Regions from separate parts of the Mus musculus genome. Here regions 2, 3 and 4 are each linked to region 1. Evidence: chromatin contacts called from public HiChIP or PLAC-seq data. All regions are on one chromosome and are shown on one strand. Each heading gives the region's core, a stretch centred on a gene start, on an enhancer-like site or on the middle of the called end of the contact. The rest is flanking DNA. Distances are from core to core; before and after follow the strand shown.

Region 1 (3,165 bases), core at 58-2,557:
CGTGCAAAATCCTGAAATCGCACCCATGTGCGCTGTGCTCCTTTGAACAGCGTGAAAATCACTGGGGCAGAGGCCGTCCACCGAGTTCGCTCCAAGGCGGAAACGTCTCGGGGGGAAGCAGATTAGGAACAGGGCCAAGCGTTCGATGAATATTCATGAAAAGAATGCGGTCCCCAGCCACGCATTGTGTGCCATCCGATCCAGGGATTCTGGTTTTTTTTTTTTTTTTTCTTTTAATGGTGTGGGGAAGCGGGAACCAGACGTTGGGTTGTAGCGTTTGAGCTACGGGGGAAAAAATCTACAGAAATCTTGGCTTGCAGAAGGGTTGAGCCCGCTCGGGCCGCGGGCTGTCAGGTTCAAGCCCACACGCCACCCCTCCTTCCCCCAGGCTGGGGCGGCGGTGGAGGCGCGCGGCCCGCTCTCTGAGCGCAAGGCTCAAAAAATAAAATAAAATGCTGGCGACGTCCACAGGTTAGTGGGAAGACAGCTCAGCCGCAGACCAGGCTGGGGGCTTTAATCTGCCCCGGACGTGCACACCGCCTTCCGAACCTCGTGTTCCTCGGTTACCCTAAACCAAGATCCAGGAGTCCCGAGGGCCAAGCCACCCCCGCCCCTTCCGATCTGACCAGATTCCGCGTCTTCTTTCTCCCTCCCCACCCCACCCCACCCCCATCCTCCATCTTCTGTTACTGCGCCCCTCACACCGAGCGCCTTCTCCGTGGCTGTGCGGGTTCCGCTGACAGAAGGCTGGGTTCAGCCCACAGAACCGTGGCCAGTGGTCTCGGTGCTGTCACCAGCGGCTCCCCACCCTCCACCCCCTCCCTCCCGAACTCGGTTCGTCCGCCTCGCCGCCACCCCCTCCAAGTCCCCCACCCTACGAAAGGCCGAAGCTGTCCACCTGGGGGAGAGCATCACCTTGGATTTCCAAATGCGACAGAACCCACATAGAGGAATCCCATGCCCACTGTGTCTACACCCGGCCGCACCCCGGCTGCACCGTTGGAGAACCCTAGGCTTCGGGGTGGGGCGGGGCCCTGGGGAACCGGTGGCCCGGAGTCCGCGGTGGCCTTAGGGACCCACGGCGCGCCTCCTTACCGGCTTTGGGTGCCTGTGGCGGCCCTGGGTGAGCGCGGTGCCTCCAAGGGGCCCGGGTGGCTGGTGTCGTCCGGCCGGGTGGCTGGTCGCTCAGCAAAGGCTCTCTCTCTCCCGGCTCGACGGCGGAGCCCGGAGCGTGGAGCGAGTTGGAGCGCTGCCGCCACCGCCGTCGCCGCTGCCGCTACTGCCGCCGCCGCTGCAGCCTCTGCATTTCTCGATCGCTCCCCCTCCCCTTCCTGCCCAGCGCCCTCCCCCCCGCGCGTCCGCCCGCCCAGCTCCTCCGCTCGCCGACCCCGCCCGCCTCGCGCCCGCCCCTCCTCTCCCAGCCCGCGGCCCGCACCCCTCCCGCTCCTTTCGCGCCCCGCCACCCAGGAGGGGGTCCCCCAACTTCTCTCCACCAGCAGCCACTGCGCCCCGAGACGCCCCGTGATCCAGCGCCCCCCCCCCGTCACCACACCCGCACAGTCACCCCCACCCACTGCTCTCCACATCCAGATCCCTTACCCGCCTCCCCAACAGTCTCTGTCAGCCCCCCTCCTCCTATTCCCTCCTTACACGCCCCTCCATTCCCCCCCCACCCCACCCCCACCCCCACCCCCGGCGGGACTGTCTGTGGATTTCTCTCCTCTCTCTGTCTCGCACACATTTTATTTGAAAGCATTGAATAAGTAGCTCAGGCTCTCGCTCAGACTTAAGGGGCTGATGAACTACGCCCCCGCCGCAACCAGCTTTCTCTGCACCCCAATCCAGCCCCGCTCCAGACGACGGGCTTAGATTCTGCTATCACGTAGGCAGTGAGCCTGGGGAAGATGCGATGCCTCCCTTGAAACCATCAAGACAGATATCCGCTGGTTTTAGGGTGTCCCCCAAGGCAAGCATCTGGGACGCCTCCGGCATATGCTCGCCCTCGGGGCCCGACCAGGAGGCTCCAGCTTTGCAAGGCGCCACCGCCCAGAGCTCAGGTCTGGGTTGGAAGGGTGGGCGGCACCGCCTCAGGGTACGTTCTCCCGACTTCGGAGAGAAAGAAAGGAAGAAATGCACCCTAGGAAAAGGGGCTTCGACTTTTTGTGCCTGTGCTTTCATGGAAGTCACCAGCTCTCGGCTGCTTAAGATGCTACTCAGAAGCGCGCCCAGCCAGGCTGTGGCCATCCGCGCCAAGTCCTCGTGTCCTGGTCGACGAGCACTTTGGGTAGCACCGCGACACACAATAGCCACCACGGTTAGGAGATATGCTCGCTATGCTTACCTGTTGGCAAAAATAAAATGCAAAATAAAAATTTAAATTTGGAAACTAACACATGGTGACATCTTCTAGAACCACAGCTCTTTCTTCAGACAAAAGCCAATTTTACCATCCCGCAAACCCATTGAGCCCTGGAAGTTCCGTTCGCGGCACTTTGGCGCCCTCTGGCTTTATCAGGGTGGCTTGCTTGTTCTGCTTCGTCCTGAAAGAATAGCGGAGGGGGGGGGGAATGGAAATGTATGTTGCCTTCTTGGTTGGATCTCCCCTCATGAGTGAAGCACAGATTTGGGATGAGCTTGCCCTCCACGTCCGGAATAACGAAACACAACTACATTTAGGGAGACGAATGCCAAAGGTAAGTGCTGTCAAAATCGCAGATTGGGGGGGGTCACTTTTTTAATAGAAAAATAAATAACAGAACTTTAATAAGATTGGCAAAGGAAGTGCCACATCTTAAACCAAAAAGTGATTGGGGGGGGGGGTGAAAATATTTGTGGTGGCTGCCACTTCCTCCCCCTCCTTTTCTTCTTTCTTTCTCCTCCTCCTCCGTCTCCTCTTCTTCTTGTTTTTTTCTTCTCTTCCTCTTCCTCTCTATCTCCCTCTTCCTCTTCCTCTTCTTTCTCCCTCTTCTCCCCATCCCTACCCCTCTATTCTCCCTCTCTCTTTCTCTCTAGATAAATAGATATACTAATTGGTTGGTTGGCTAATATTTCTTTCAACCTTCTCTCACCCTCCCATCTTCCCACTGCTTAAACTAATTAAACAATCAAACAGTTCAAGAACAGGAAATCAAATCACAATTTAGCTATGATTTGAGGATTTCTTTC
Region 2 (3,146 bases), core at 552-3,051, 65 kb before region 1:
TCCCTACACCCTTCCGGGCTCTAGCTACTGCATCTCCTGGCTGTCTGGATGAAGCAGTAAGACACAATAAGAGTCCATGCTTCCATGTAACTGGGAATAAAGGCATAGGTGGTCACAGATGAAAGTTCTGCATTTCTACACTGTGTGTGAAGCACAATGTAATATGCTAGCACAATTGCCTACTTAATATCAAAGACTGATGCGACTTTCCTTGGTGCCAGGAGATAGAAGGATGATCGGAGGGAGGGGAAGGCACTCTTCATAATAGCATATCCACAGAGAACAATGAATATCTGCTCCGCAAAATAAAAAGGAGCTGACCTGTGAATGACACCAAGCATGCCTGAAGCTGTTCTTTGTGACTCCATTGTCTTTATGCTGGGCAGACATTTTGCCGTGCTATGTAGCCCAAGGACACTATCAAGGGTTTCTGAATCATGTGACTCCACTTGAACTTGAGCTGGGAGGTAGCAGCTCCTTATAGCTGACTGCCTTTTCCTTCCTCGCTTAGTTCCTACCCCCAACCCCTCCCCATGTGTGGTTTTTCTTCATGGGTTCAGTTACTCACAGGCAAATATAGCTTGAGAATATTTAATGGTACAATCTAAAAGCAAGCAATTCATAAGCTTTAAGCTGTATGAGTAGCATGATAAATTTTCCCTGGTCTGTCTACTCCATTTTAACTGAAAATATCTCTTTGTGTAGCCTCTATATAATACCCAATCTTTATATAATACCTAGCCTCTATAAAATACTCATCTCTATATAATACCCATCTCTATATAATACCAAACCTCTATATAACACTCACCTCTATATAATACCCCACCTCTATGTAATGCCCAACCTCTATATAACACTCAAACTCTAAATAATACCCAGCCTCTATATAATACTCACCTCTTAGTTGCTCTTGATTATTAGAACAACTGTTTGAATACCTCAGTGTTCATCTGCACTGGCCCTAGGACACCAGAATAGTGTTTGTCTTGTTCTTACAGTATATTTTTATAATTGTTCTGGTTTTACTATTATTGTTTATAATCTCATACTGTGCTTAATTTCTTAATTAAATTTGATCATGTGTATGATGTATGGAAAGGTCTATCTTATAGATGATACAATGCTATCTGTGATTGGCCTTGGAGATGAACAGAGTATGGTACTGAATAATGGGGCCCTAAGTGTTTCACTTGCTCCATTATCTTAGAGCATTGCTAGGCCAATTGCTAGAACTAAAAACTCCTAGACATCCATGTGTGGGCTTCATGACAAGAATTTTCTTGTATTGCCTTCCTAGTTTTCTTCTATGTATTTATTGACCCATCTTATGATGTCTCATAAGCCTGATCCCACTGTCCCCAGATAAGAGTGATGTCAGGATACTAATCCATTCATTAAAAGTTCTACTTTGTCTTCACAAAATACACTGCATATATTTCTCGTGTACAACTGTTGGAAATATGAGTGAGTATGGCCAGCAGAAGGTTCCACTGGGTAACTGTTCTTAACATAAACTACAAATTAAAAGGATGCTTCCCCATTGTGTGAGAGAGATCCAAAATAAAATGTCTACTTTTCATTGTCTAGACACATTTATAATAAAAATGTTTAAGATGATCCAACCCCATTTCCAGTCAGTCCTATTTTCATTTTATGGGGAAATTTTAAACTGGTTGTTCAGCACCTTGCCATTAGCATAGCAATAATACATCATGGACTTTGGCAGCTCAAACGGGTAAAGAAAGCAACGGCAACCATAGTGCCCACCCCTTCACTGCACTGATTACCGTGGCTGAGTTATTTCCCAACACATTGATGTGTGAATCATTCCCACCTAGCTCTGTCGGTATAAGTAACACAGGCACACACATGTGTTCTGGCCACTGGTTTGTCCACATACAAACTTAAACTATTCTAAAAGTCATGCTCTTCGATATCTCTGTCTTGTTTTTCTCCCTTTCCTGTGTTTAGTAAATATGAGCGGACCCTCTATGTTCTCACATGAACCTATTGTCTGCAGTGACACTCCCTCCTAAGCCCAGTCAGTGTTTCTCTGGAATGTTGCCCTTTCAGAGGTCTGACTAACTAGACAAACAGGTGATGAGTCTCCAGGCCTATTTGTAATACAAATAATAGTCTTTTGTCTTAATTTAATATATTAGCCATTGAGAATAGAGAGTAAACCTTATAAAGACCAAAAGTTTAATTCCCCCAGGGCTGTGGTATGGGAACATATCTCTTAGTCTAGAAGTCAAAGTTTCAGAAAATCCAGCCATCTTGAATACAAACAAGTAAGCAGAAATAAGTTTAGGGCACTAGCATAAGAAACCGGGAGAGAGAACTAAATCAGAAAGCAAGCCTACCTCTCTGGTTGCTTTCAGGACATACATCCAGCACGGTCGGGCCCAGTTTTTGGTCTTTCCCCACTGCAGTAATTCCAGAGAAGTAATGGAGGAAGTAGACCCAGATGTGAACCAATCCCATAACATGAAGAATTTCAGTCTCCCAGCTCCTGCCAAATCAGGGATAGAGCCAAGGGCAGCAAAAGCTCATATTTGGAGAATTCGACAAACTACGTCCACTCCAGGCAAACCTCCTCGGTGTTATAAGATATATGGATCTGTATAGGTCTTGGGGGAAGGTATCCTGAAACAGGTAACAGTTGGATTTTTCAGGCAGTGTCTGAACAGAATTTTAGAAGCTTTAGTTAGCTACAGATAGAACCCTTCTTCTGGCAATGGGCCAAGGACCAAGAAGCAGACTCTGTAAAAGATGAGGAGGTCTAGTTTAAATTCAATTCTGGAGAAGCAAAGCTGAGGGGCGGGACATAAATTAAGGGATGTGTTTCTGATCCTAAGTGGGGTTGAGGGGTAGATTGTGTCACAAGCCAAAGCCAGTGCCCTCACTAGCTTTAGTGCTGGACTTTCATAGTCTGAGCTCCCTGAGAAGAGGACTGGTCCTTTACCCAGGGAACAAGGATCAATATGTGGGAACAGAGTCTTCTCGAGGAGTAAAATGAGTAAGAAAGGAACCCAGTAGGAGCTGCTCAGGCGAGGAACAGTGCTATTGGGATCTGATTCTTGCATGGGATGATCATTTTGAAGCCCTTCCAATCCAGTGGATGAGTTGTGAATATGTGGTTC
Region 3 (3,378 bases), core at 611-3,110, 92 kb before region 1:
AAAAGAACTTCTGAAATACCAAATGTCGTTCAATGAATTGTCCTCTCCAGCCTTCCTTTAGGAACTATCTGGGAAATTTGTAACTTATGAAAAAAATTAATTATGAAATAATGCGTGCAAGAGCCTTCATATATTCACATTTAAAATTAACATGAATAGTGATGGTGTTCCATTCTAGGGCACTCACCCGTGTCTGACCGTTTTGGTTTAATTAAAACTTCCATCGTGGCTTTAGCCTGCGGCAATCCTTTGAATTGTGCGCCATGCCATCATTCTCTGTTCTGTACCCAGACATGTTGTGCTGACAGTTTTATTTCCCGGATGAACCAGTGTGAGTAAGCCCAAGAATGCAAAACTACCCTGTAGTTCTCCCTTTCCAGTTTGCCTTTGGGTAAAGATGTAACTAATTTCTGGCTGCTTGGCACGTAATTAAGAACCTGCAAGAAGACGGGGTTTAAGGGGAACACTGGTCAAAGGGGTCATTTGGAAAAGGTAAATCTAAAGGAAGCATAACATTTTGTAGAGGATCAAACTGGTGGCAAAGCTGTATTGAAAAGAGAGAGAGTTGGGTGGAAGGAAGGAGTCAGGAGGGAGACGATGAGAGTATCTGATGGGCAGAATTGCCAGACTGCTCCCACCATGATTAAAGTCAGCAGAGTAGGACAGCAAGTCTCCAAAGTCAAGATCATGTCAGTAATAGTATCTAAAAGTCAAACAGAAATAGACAAGAAGGGAAGAGAGAGAGGTGGATCCACCATATATGTAAAAGGAAACCACGGTAGGCTTGCTTTACAAGTAGAGTGCCAGTTAGAAGAGTACAATCTCCAATCTACTTGGGAGAATTCAACTTATCATGGTCAAGTACTGGGAAGGAACTTAAAGTAATTTGACCGCTTGGGTATTTCCAGGTTCTTTTTGGTTATAAAGTTAAGCAGTGTATTTAGTACTCATTAGAGCTATTTACACATATTCAAACTACTGTATTCAGGGACTCGTGGCCAAATTGTGTTTTCTGGGATTCATACAGTGATGTATGTCCTGTGATGAATCCTGGCTAAGGCATAATGTAAGAGCACTCCCTTTCTGAGGAGGCTACTAGTTCATGTCTTCAATTACCTATAGTTGAAAAGGCTTTTTAAGTTTTAAGAACTAGCCAGTCAGAGATAATACACTGTGTTCATTAAGTATCCAGCATTTGAGCTACGGTAGAGAAGGTGCCTCGGGCTGACAGTTTTAAGTTCTAGCAAATCTATCGAGCCATTTGTCCAGCCTGTAAAGTCTGGTAAATTCTGGTATAAAATTAGTAAAGTCTGAATCTGGGGAGAGGAGGAAGTAAATGGCTCAAAGAGAACTAGAATCAAGAAAGCGATAACAAGCTGTCAGCAAGAATAAGGCCCAGGCAAGACTGAGAAAACAGACTTCCCCATTCAAGACAAAAGGAAGCAACACAAGCAGCCTGAGACCCTGTAGGGAAGCATTAACTAGACCTACCTTCAGCAGAGTCCCTGGCTACACCAAGACACTGGACAACAGCACTACAGAAGTCGGAGCTCCCCATGGTCAGCATAACCTATGAAGGTGGCATTAGACTGTGGTCCATTGAAAATCTCAATGATGCAGAGACATATGTCCCGTAGCTTGTAGAGACAGTTAAATATATGTTTTAGCGATCAAAGAGGCAAGATTGCTTAATAATTGGCTTAATAAAAAGGCTTTCATTCCCTAACTATGCCAAGTAAATGAAGTGTTGGAATATCAAATGAATTCTCTGCCAATTATATGTTATATACTGAGAAAACAGAACTGCTTTTAGAACCAAGAGTTACCAAGATTGAGGAAATTCTAGCAACCAAGACAGGAACCTCCTTTCTTCACTTTTCCCCTTGGGGTGTTGCCAAGAGACCTGCAAGAGACAAGCTGAAAGAGCAAAGTCATGGGCAGGGTCTTATTCTGCCCAGAGAAGAGAGCTGGGAAGTTTAACCAGAAGCACCTCACTCACTAACGCCCACTACCTAAGGTACTTACAACATCACGTAAGAAGCCCACAGAGAGTCATCAAGGCAGCATACGTGTGTCAGATCTCAAAGGCAAGTTTTTAAAAAGATCCTTTAAAACTTTAGCCCTAGGATAGACTTCTTTTCCAAGAGAAAGTAAAGCCAACTTATATGATTCTACAGGTCGAATGATGACCTAAGCACCCTAAAACAAGAAAATAAATCATATGTTTGGTTTACACACAACACCATTCCTAACCCTGAGTTTCCTTAGGCAAGAATTATGTCCATAAACTGATTTGGCAACTATCACTTTGCATAGCATAGATATTAGTATGTTAGGTAGGCATTTAACATTCCCTAGGGACTCCACTGGAAGAAGGAAATGAAAAGCCAGACAGCAATAAACTGGAGTAGAAGGGCCTGTTGGACCACATACCAGACAACTCAGTAGTCTGGAGTTTCATCATCTTGTTTCTCTCGGGCCTGGGCTCCAGATATTATCTTCCATAGCATCTCAAACAAAACCCACTCTAGAAACAGTGTCCCAGGTTTCCCAAGCACTAAATCCAGAAGACCATTTAACTAAAACATTGTAAGTTAACCCGACCTTCAAGTAAGTGGGGATTCCGTTGCACCCTCTCTAGTAGTGTTTGATGACATTACTCTACAATGTCACTCACTCTCCAGGATGCTGCTGTAGAAGCCTTTCCCAAACTCCCTCTGCACACCCAGGAATTTGTCATAGAGAATATACCCTTGTTACAACCCATGTAGACAAACCCTCAAGTAATAGAGGGGCCAAACTAGAGAAGAAAAAAGAACAACAAAATAAAGTGTGTTCTGACAAGAATAAAATAGAACTCAAAGGCTAATTGAATGCTGAAGAAACTGTATCCAGTTTAGGCAGAGGAAGGTAAGGATGTGTCACCTCTGTCAGAAGACGAAATGGCAAGGCAACGAGCTAATGGTGAGGGCATGAGATCTGTACTGGCACAGTGGGAGGAAAGTCAGTTTGGTTCCATATGGCAAATTAGATATAAGACATAGAGGTGATCTGGCACGAAAGAAAAACCTATAAAAGTTTACGTGTGGTAGCTATTAATGGGATTGTGTTCAGCTCTGGGGCATTGAACAGCAGAAGAGCTGAGGAGACATACTGAATACTTCTAGATGGTTTCCAGATCAGCAACATGGCAAAGGAACATGCCCTAGATATATCTTCATTGCCTTAATTGTAGGCTCAGGGGTGCACCTCTTTTTCTGTTTTGTTTTGTTTTGTTTTTTAAGATTTATTCATTTTATTTATAAGAATACACTGTAGCTATCTTCAGACACACCAGAAGAGGGCATCGGATCCCATGCTAGATGCCATGTGGTTGCT
Region 4 (3,515 bases), core at 603-3,102, 120 kb before region 1:
AGGGCTCAGCAGGTAGTGTGCATGTCTCCGTGTGTGCCTGTGTGTCTGTGAGTGGGTGTGGGTGTATTTTCAGAGGTAAGGAGAAAACAGGAGAAGTTGAAGGAAAGAAAGGGAAAGTTATTTAAATGCAATACTCAAAAAAAATTTTAAAGAGAAAGAAATAAGGTGAAATGTTGAGACACCCATCTGGAGTTGACTGCTTGCTTGTTGTTAGGCACATACACAAGTGGTATTAAACACAAGAATGTGTTTCAATTCCAACATGACTTCCCATCTCCAATACCACTTTAGGCCAACCCATCACCTTCTCTCTCTGGACCTCTCTACTGCAGGATCTCCTGGCCAGCATTTTTATCCCCTCTGTTGTTCTGTAGTACAGCACAGCAGAATGGTGGCACTCAGGCCACGGTGCCTCTCTCCCTTCTGCTTAACAAACACACCTCCATGAACTTCTAAGTCAGAACGAAACCCCATTGGCTTACTCTGGCCCTGCCTTACTCAAATGGAGACTCAGTTCACACCACACTCCCTTCCTCATTCGATCCCTTCTGTATTGGCCTTCTTCCTAGCTTTCCTTCTGTCAAATCCTTCCTTTTTCTTCCTGCACTCCTTGGCTTCCTCCTCTCAACACACCATTCTGAGGTCTTCTTTAGAAGTGATGTCCCAGATACACTCTCAGTGAACTCCATCAACACACTACTCACAGCATGGCACCAGGCAAAGGAAAGGGAGGAGTTTGGCTTTTCAAAAGCACAAGTTCGATGCGGTCCCGCAGGGTATCTAAGTTTCAGCAGATACTAATCAGCATCTCGCCTACTGCATGTTTGTTTATCCGTACCTAGAGATGCTTTCTAGAATGTGGCTTCCCTGAGACACAAGGCTTTGCCTGATGTTTTCCTCATTCCAGCTCCAGTGTCACAATCAAGACCCCACCCATTTGTCCAATTGCTCAATCCAGAAAGACCTGGGCTTGATGAAAGCCTTCCCCCAGGAGGTATAGAAAACCAGGACTGCACAATTGGTGAATTAGCTTAGCAGGCATGCAGAGAGCACAGCAGCTCTCTACTGATTCTCTGACTGAGTGGGCACATGCTGGGATGAAACTATTCCAAGGACCCGCTCCGTGAGAGGGGCTGTTCATTAGCGCATCTGAAGTATAAACAACTTGTACGCAGCCAAACTAGAGGGCCAGCAGCAAACGAGGCTGCTGGCAAGGGTCCTCGCCCAGCGCCAGGCTTTCAATGCTGTTCCCATGAAAACCATTCCTCCTGCCAGGCAGTCAGCCTCCTGTCTCCTTGGGCACTAATTGCTCTGCCTGGTTAAACAATGTAGAAAACGCACTACCCTCAACGCGGCATAAGGAGGAATGGCAAAGAGAGCGGTGTTGGCTTTTCGAAAGCACAAGTTCTGATAAAAAAGGAAAACACAGGAAAATTTTTCCAAGAGAAGAAAATGTTTTGAAATGGCAGAAAATACCTCATCTGGAAGCAAAAGAACAGGTCAGACCTATAGCCTTGATGTTCTCCAAGAAGGCCACTCACTGCAGCCCAAGTGAAAAGGCATAGACTCAGGGATGTCTGGAATCTAGTCTTTGAAACGGTAAAGGCCTTTTGTTTTCCCTGCAAGTAAACATACTGTCCACTGAAACTGCACCATCCACACCCACTGGATCCCTTGCCGGCTATAAACAAAGACATTGAGTGGGCTCTGTGGCATTAGCTGTAATCCCAGCTATTCTAGAGGTTGAAGATACAGAGTCTTTTGAATACAGATGTTAAATACCAAGCTGGAAAACCCAGAAAGCTGTTCCACCCTCAAAAACTAAGACAATAACAAAAAAAAGAAAGAAATTAGTGGATATTGATATTCAAAAGCACACTCTCATATAAACATAAACAATGCATATTAATATTAATAAATTAAATATAAATACGAATATGCACAGCTGGCAGCTAATGACAGGCTTGGCTCTGAATAATTTTTGTCTGTCATAATTATCCACAGCACAAAAATATCTCCAATTTCCAAAACCACAATTTGTTCCTAAAACTCCTTAAAGTGATTATAGCCTTCTACCCAGAACTCTACAACAGAAAGTCACTCCGAAAATTACAGTGACAGCAAGAAGCGCAGACAAGGATCTGACCTCAGTTAATGCTTAATGTCCCCAAATCATGAGCAAACCAACTCTCTATAAACAGGGAAACAGTAAGGAAACCTTATTAACCTTATTAAGTATTCCTGTGATATGTTATCCAGTTAGCTAAATGATATTAATGAATCTGTCCTTTTCTCAATGAATCAAATAACATAGACATGCTTCTTCAGGTCAAGCCAATGGCTGGTCACCTTATTTAATGAGGAAATGATGTGTACCGTTTTTCTCTAGAAGTTTCTAAAACTTAATATTTATTTGCTATGCATGTTAATTAATATTGAAACCTAAAAGGAAAAATGCATTTTAATAACATTTGACAATGTAAGTAAATGAAATCACTCTCCTATACGTTGGAATGTTGAATAGTAGTAAAATAGATATTATTAAAAATATAAAATAAAATAAAACCTGCACTAGATAGGAGAGCACCAACCAGAAAACAGCAAGAGTGAATGGAAAGGAATAGGAAGGGCAAGGGTCCTATGGGACACGAACACAGAAGAAGCTGCTGAGGGTAGAAGACCACAAGGGAGGAATTGGAGGAAAAAGAAGAAAGACAGAAAAGACACAGCTAAAACAAATGTTGTCTGCAAAATACACAGGGAAAAACTGAAAACACTAAAACGGGGCTCATGATAACAATCTGAGCATTAGAAGGTTCACAGCAATACTCCCTACTCCCACAGGAGTTGGGAGCCTCCTCTTGTCCCATCTTTACTTTTCTGTTGCCACAGACAAGGTGCTGAGGCAAGGGAAGTTGGCTACTAGCTAGAAAGCCCTCTAACCCCCGTGTAAATCGGTAGCCAAGGACAAGCAGACCGCTCAGAGCTTGGAGGGAGAGAAGTGCAGACGACTTGGAGCTTAGGGGAGGAGAGAAGCATGTCTGAGCCAGGGGCTGAAAGGTTTGTCTGCACAGCGGCCACTCTGAACTCGCAGCCTTCTTAGGCATCTTCTCCACAGCTGTTGTCTTCCTTGAATCAGGTAAAGAGCAAACTGGAATCAAACAAAGCCTTGCAGAGACCGGGAACCATTTGACTCTAGACTAGTGCTACTTAACACTGTGGAGACAGACCTATCAGTTTCTTGGGGTAGAGACCTGCCTGGCTTAGTAAATGCTCAGATAAATCTGCCAGGTGACTAGAACCTGGGACCAAGACCTGGGGCCAATGAGGCTGATCTCATTATTCAGTGAGTGAAGAAGGTAAAGAAAGGGGTTTTGTCGGGATTGCATGGAAGACAGATGAAGAAAAACTTGAGAGAAAAAAATATGTGTGTGTTTATGTGTATATGATGTATATATAACTGTATACGATGTAGATATGGATGTGTATGTATATACAACAAAATATCTGTAGAA

The links. HiChIP or PLAC-seq counts read pairs in DNA pulled down with a chosen protein or histone mark.
Region 2: an HNF4G HiChIP or PLAC-seq map of pancreatic cancer cells shows a contact between it and region 1. The contact joins the enhancer-like site here to the promoter of Basp1 in region 1. A contact is called at or near these places in 5 of 39 promoter capture datasets (the HPC-7 cell line, HPC-7-derived erythroid cells, hippocampal neurons and 2 more), 22 of 484 Hi-C or Micro-C datasets (the HPC-5 cell line, LSK cells, Th2 cells and 12 more), 16 of 115 datasets of contacts at active chromatin or transcription factors (bone marrow-derived dendritic cells, bone marrow-derived macrophages, embryonic fibroblasts and 6 more) and 3 of 9 other capture datasets (adipose tissue, bone marrow-derived macrophages and liver).
Region 3: a contact with region 1 is called in an H3K27ac HiChIP or PLAC-seq map of trophoblast stem cells, with 41 read pairs. The contact joins the enhancer-like site here to the promoter of Basp1 in region 1. A contact is called at or near these places in 4 of 39 promoter capture datasets (the 3T3-L1 cell line, embryonic stem cells, stem cell-derived epiblast-like cells and 1 more), 20 of 484 Hi-C or Micro-C datasets (adipose-derived mesenchymal stem cells, bone marrow-derived macrophages, cerebral cortex and 7 more), 15 of 115 datasets of contacts at active chromatin or transcription factors (bone marrow-derived macrophages, embryonic fibroblasts, embryonic stem cells and 4 more) and 3 of 9 other capture datasets (adipose tissue, embryonic stem cells and pancreatic islet).
Region 4: a contact with region 1 is called in an H3K4me3 HiChIP or PLAC-seq map of neural tube, with 4 times the contacts expected there. The contact joins the promoter of 4930445E18Rik here to the promoter of Basp1 in region 1. A contact is called at or near these places in 19 of 39 promoter capture datasets (the 3T3-L1 cell line, 3T3-L1-derived adipocytes, the HPC-7 cell line and 13 more), 64 of 484 Hi-C or Micro-C datasets (8-cell embryo, the AML12 cell line, B cells and 43 more), 29 of 115 datasets of contacts at active chromatin or transcription factors (the HPC-7 cell line, astrocytes, bone marrow-derived dendritic cells and 13 more) and 5 of 9 other capture datasets (adipose tissue, bone marrow-derived macrophages, embryonic stem cells and 2 more).

The regions. Positions count from the first base shown.
Region 1 is chr15:25,412,457-25,415,621 of GRCm38.p6, forward strand. It overlaps Basp1 (brain abundant, membrane attached signal protein 1), which reads right to left and starts at 1,308. Exons shown (of 2, transcript NM_027395.2): 1 at 1,096-1,308. It overlaps Gm48957 (predicted gene, 48957), which reads left to right and starts at 1,734. Exons shown (of 4, transcript NR_168943.1): 1 at 1,734-2,693.
Region 2 is chr15:25,346,745-25,349,890 of GRCm38.p6, forward strand. No RefSeq gene overlaps it. Among named protein-coding and RNA genes, the nearest start is that of Gm36555, 16 kb to the left of the region's middle. Within about 2 kb of position 1,802, at least 13 of the 459 cell types and tissues checked have an H3K27ac peak or open chromatin away from gene starts, as enhancers often do. A contact at or near this core is called in pancreatic cancer cells, where this site is marked.
Region 3 is chr15:25,320,396-25,323,773 of GRCm38.p6, forward strand. No RefSeq gene overlaps it. Among named protein-coding and RNA genes, the nearest start is that of Gm36555, 10 kb to the right of the region's middle. Within about 2 kb of position 1,861, at least 49 of the 459 cell types and tissues checked have an H3K27ac peak or open chromatin away from gene starts, as enhancers often do. A contact at or near this core is called in adipose tissue, adipose-derived mesenchymal stem cells, bone marrow-derived macrophages and 2 more, where this site is marked.
Region 4 is chr15:25,290,322-25,293,836 of GRCm38.p6, forward strand. 4930445E18Rik (a long non-coding RNA gene) reads right to left here and starts at 1,853. Exons shown (of 3, transcript XR_875079.2): 1 at 1-1,853.